2 separate regions of the Hordeum vulgare genome follow, and region 2 is linked to region 1. The links are chromatin contacts, called in public Hi-C maps. All regions are on one chromosome and are shown on one strand. Each heading gives the region's core, a stretch centred on a gene start, on an enhancer-like site or on the middle of the called end of the contact. The rest is flanking DNA. Distances are from core to core; before and after follow the strand shown.

Region 1 (2,540 bases), core at 21-2,520:
CCCGCAAGCACACAAACCCTAGGCCGACGACCCCATTTTCTCCAGGCCACCCTAGCTCTCCAGCAGCAAATTCACCGGCGGGGTGCCTCCTTCGTCCCGATGTGAGAGGCCTAGTGGTGGATCTGCGACAGCGGTGGCGAAATTTTACGCATCCTGTCGACGGGATTTGCCGAATCCGGTGGCCGACAGACTGTTATTGCCATGGACTAGCTGGGTGTCAGTCCACCAGGCCTAGGCATGATGCCGCATGCGGGCGCACATCCGCCTCTAGCCGCTCGGGTCTGACGAGTCGCAGGTTCGCCGGCAAGGCAACGGACGGTCGTCGCCCTGGCTTGGCGCTGGCCCAAAAGCTTGACGGCTCACTACTGTCGTTCATAAAGTGCGATGACTGCCGATTGCAGGTCGTCCGACACGTTTCTTGGATGCCAGAACATCCCGGTTGGGTGTTCGTGAAGTGCACAAACGACGGGGTGCGATTTCCGTAGCTTATTTGCTCAATATTGTGCGTAGGATGGATGCAATTTTTTATACTGGAAAGAAAAATATAGAGATCTATAGATCTCACGAAATTTGCTAGATGTTCGTGCACTTCGATCTAGAATTAAAGCTATAGATGAGACTAAAGAAGAGACCAAAGGGAAAGCAATGTCTAATTCTTTAGCATCAAAGAAGAAAGACATTGTTAAGCTCAAGAATCATAAATCAACAACGAAGACATAGAGAAGATCTTAGTCCAACTAATAGGAGCAGTGATGGAAGTTGGATATCTTTTAAAATGTCTGTTGAATGTACGGTAGACCCATTTGCAAAATGAAACGGACATGCTGATTTAAACATGCTGATTTAAACGAACAAATAATGAATAGAGTGAGCGGTTGGAGTTGCTCTAAGCTTCCATGCAAAAAAAAAAGCTTAATAGGGCACGAAGCTCTTGTCAATAGCAGCGGCAGCTAGTCCGCGCGCATGTGTTCGTCGGGCACAGCACGCAGTTGAACCCCCGCGGAGGCGGCTGATGCAAAAATCCGGCGAACCGGTCCACGCCGCGCTTTTTCACCGTTCCACGGCGTCGACCCGTAGAAGCCTGGTTGCGAATTGGTCCATCGAGTGCGAGGGGTCGGTCTCCCTCCGCATACCCTGGGCGAACCACCACCGTCAAACAGAAAAAGAAAAAACACTGGACGAAGACAGCGGGCTCGTGTGACTTGCGCGGCAACGGGACAGCGGCCATGCGCCCATGCCGGCTGCTCTATATAATACTAGCGCGCACGCCGCTCTCGTGCATCAGCTGCGCACATCCGATCCAGCGCGCCGAGCCGTCGTCGTTCTAGTTGCTTCGCTCTGCCTCGCCTGCACTTGGCGCGCCTCTTCTTGCCATGGCAGGGCCGGGCGGGAAGCCGTCGTCCGCCTCCGCCAACGGCACGAAAGCCCCGCCGCCTCCGGCCGCTCCCGGCGGCTCCGGTATGTACCTGACCGCCTTCCCTCTTCTCTCTTCTCTCGCTCGCTTGTACTGGATCATGATCAGTTCGTGACGGTCTCGCCTGCGGATGTGGTCATCGGTTTCCTTCCCAGAAATCCGACGCCTGAGTACCACGGTCGCCATGCCATCTCCGACTCTTCCACTTATTTCTTGTCGACGTTGCACCTCGCTGTTCAAGAGGCTCGTGCCACGCCGCGTAGTTCTTTGCCGTGTTCGTATTTCCTGCCGTTCGCGCCTCGAGATCTTCCCCGCGACAGGTAGACACGAGGTAGTATTAGGTCGAGGCAATTTGTCTGCACAGCGGTGGCCAAATTGTCTTTTCGTTCACTTTGGGCGGCTATCTCGATGCTCTGCGTGCTTCGGCTGGTCACAATGGGGAGGAACTTAGCAGTAACATCACACACTCCAATACAACTTTGCTTATGTGGCACGTATTTAGTGAAGAGAGAGGTGCTTGTGGTAACTAGCTAAGTTACCGAAACATCACACACTCCAAGAAACAATGAGTCTATAGCCTAATAAATGCATTGTTGCATGACACTACATACATGTTACTCCCTATTGTGGAGGTAGAAACATAGTCTAGGAAAACGTGTAGGTTCCTACCTTATGTTACTCTCCATTGTGACCAGCCTTCCAAATTTTGGCAAGAGCATCGCGTGATTTGCGGCATGCACGAAATATACTTGTCGGACTTCTTCACGAGCGTTCTGTCGTCACTGTGCGTTCAGCCCAGATGAGCCACGGGATAAACAGTAAACTTCGTGCAACTGTTGATCAGCTGTAGATAAGCCCGGGCTTTGAATCGATGTGATTGTCTTGTTTCTCTGTTTCTTTCTGCGAACCGCTGACTTCTGCACCGAGCACGAGCACCGTATAACGAGACTCTTTTTTTTTTTTTTGCGTATGAAAAATCCATTTGCGGGCAACAAGTCTCGGTCGTCTCCGTCTGGTGGACAGCAGCCATGGCAATTAGTGTGGACGTTGTACGAGAGTTGACATCATTAATTAGTACTGTATCTAGCGTACCATCAGCATGTTTGACTAACCTAAATGGAGGTAA
Region 2 (2,540 bases), core at 28-2,527, 1.0 Mb after region 1:
TTATCTATTTTTGGATTGGGATATTACCTACTTTTTGGCATGCCAATGCTCCTTTGCCAATTCTAGTTCAGTTTTTAGCCAGTGTTGGCGAACACATGGGCAAGCAAAATCTCAGCAATTTTTGTGACTAGCGAGTCAATTTTTGGCAGGGCAACCTTAAGCATAAAGCAAACACACCCAACCTTAGGCATACCAAGTTCTGATATCTATATTTTTGGAGGCATTGCACTGTCACGTTTTTCATGGGAATTTCTTGTATTAGTGGACTTCAAATCTGATTAAACAACAGTTCCATGCATAAGTATCAGAAGCTGGTCCGTTTTTAGTGAATTGTATGATTACCTTAACTGACTCTAACGTTTTGTCTACCAGGCAAATGAGAGAGGAGACTAGAAGGCCACCCATTTGTTATGTAAAATGTGTACTTCTGGGGCTGGCTAAGGTTTATTAACTACTAAGTACAATATATAGTCTTGGAGGATACACTGTGCTTCCTTTTTGTTTGGATCAAATGGGTTACCTGTACACTATTAATGGATAAGGTTTTTCTGCTAACATATAAGAATTTTTGAAGAAAGAAAAGACAAAAATGCCCAATATCTTGTTCTAGCAAGATATTGGGTATTTTGAATCTTTTTTTCTTCTTAATCTTTCTATTCAGAATTCAGTTAACGACGAGATTTAGTATCCTTCCTTGCATTTTCATAACTCGTAAAATGCCGAGTAGGCACCATACAAGTACAAACCTCATCCAACATATTTATCTTTTCATCAGAATGTAACTGACTGGCAGCTTGGTGATTGTATTGTTTTTGTGGAGAATTGGAGATCAAGTTGTTTTTACCTTGTGAAAATTCAGTTTGGTCTCGTATCACCATACACAATATTAACTGCCAAAGTATATATTTGTATTAATTGAAGAAATTTGATGATTTAATCCCAAAGATCCCCTTATCCAGATGGTGATACATGATAGGCTCATAGGGGCAACCATGATATCTCATCATATCTCACGGAATGCATACTCTAGGTAGGCACAAGAATTGCAACTGTCTGTGCTGTCCACAAGGTGGTGGAAAATCTGAGCCAAGGGAATGCAGGTATGGACGCAGCCTCAGCTGCTGAGAAGCCAGGTGGCAGCCCCCTTATCCCAGCATACCCTCCACATGGCGGGCTTCTACTGGGTCCACAGATGCCCTCATCCGCTGAGGCTCCACCTCACATCGGAATAAGATTTCCCTGGCCCCACCCCCGCCCAGCCTCAGGCCGTCAGGCGCACGTTCCTCTCTCCTTTTGTAGCAGTGGGTGAGTTTTGGAGCACACACTTTCATCTCAGTCTCTACCACACACACCGCGTCTGCCTCATCTCTCGGAGCAGCAGGAGGAGGAGCTTGCAGGAACAATGGCGGCCCAGGGTCTTCTCTCTGGGAGGCAGCTGCTGGGTAGGCCTCTGCAGTCTTCCTTCTCCAGGTCGTCTTCCTCCCGGAAGTCCCCCTTCGTCGTCAGGGCATCGTCCAGCCCCCCTGCCAAGGTCCGTTCAGACTCTAGCCATGCTGCATGTTTTCTTCTGATCTGATTAGAGCTGGCTGGAGTGGCTACTGACTTTCTCTTTTGTTCTTCTCTTTCAGCAAAATGACAACAGGCAGCTGTGGTTCGCGTCCAAGCAGTCCCTCACCTACCTCGACGGCACGTAAGTCGCGGCGCAACATATTACACCTGGTGTATGTATGTTGGCAGTGTGGCAAAGAGAAGCTGACTTAGAAGGTGTTGGGTTTTGTGCCTTGCAGGCTGCCTGGTGACTTTGGCTTCGACCCCTTGGGGCTGTCCGACCCGGAGGGCACCGGCGGGTTCATCGAGCCCAGGTGGCTGGCCTACGGCGAGATCTTCAACGGCCGGACGGCGATGATGGGGGTGGTGGGCATGATCGCCCCGGAGGCCCTGGGCAAGGTGGGTCTGGTGCCCCCGGAGACGGCGATCCCGTGGTTCCAGGCGGGCGCCATCCCGCCGGCAGGCACCTACCAGTACTGGGCCGACCCCTACACGCTCTTCGTGTTCGAGATGGCACTGATCGGCTTCGCAGAGCACCGGCGGCTCCAGGACTGGTACAACCCGGGTTCCATGGGGAAGCAGTACTTCCTGGGTCTCGAGAAGTACCTCGGCGGCTCCGGCGACCCCGCCTACCCCGGCGGGCCCATCTTCAACCCACTCGGGTTCGGCACCAAGAGCGAGAAGGAGATGAAGGAGCTCAAGCTCAAGGAGATCAAGAACGGCCGTCTCGCCATGCTCGCCTTCCTCGGCATGTCGCTGCAGGCCATCTTCACCGGCGTCGGGCCCTTCCAGAACCTCCTCGACCACCTCTCCGACCCCGTCAACAACAACATCCTCACCAGCCTCAAGTTCCACTAGGCGAAATCCGAGCATCGTCGTCCTGTGCATGGTACCCGTCTGTCGTCGTGGGAAACGTGAGCGCGCGAGCGGTATATATGCGAGGGTGGGTGTAAAATGTAAATTTGTACGCGTGCTGCGTGCATGCTTGTAAT

What was found. A called contact is a pair of places that touch in the nucleus more often than the background predicts.
Region 2: a contact with region 1 is called in a Hi-C map of seedling, with 5 times the contacts expected there. The contact joins the promoter of LOC123401080 here to the promoter of LOC123401339 in region 1. A contact is called at or near these places in 4 of 6 Hi-C or Micro-C datasets (leaf, seedling and an unstated tissue).

What each region holds. Positions count from the first base shown.
Region 1 is chr6H:144,769,674-144,772,213 of MorexV3_pseudomolecules_assembly, forward strand. LOC123401339 reads left to right here and starts at 1,271. Exons shown (of 5, transcript XM_045095123.1): 1 at 1,271-1,458. The coding sequence starts at 1,374.
Region 2 is chr6H:145,765,837-145,768,376 of MorexV3_pseudomolecules_assembly, forward strand. LOC123401080 (chlorophyll a-b binding protein 8, chloroplastic) reads left to right here and starts at 1,278. Exons shown (of 3, transcript XM_045094795.1): 1 at 1,278-1,531; 2 at 1,629-1,690; 3 at 1,788-2,540. The coding sequence starts at 1,403. The coding sequence ends at 2,406. LOC123401081 (dehydrodolichyl diphosphate synthase complex subunit NUS1) reads left to right here. Exons shown (of 7, transcript XM_045094797.1): 7 at 373-555. The coding sequence ends at 380.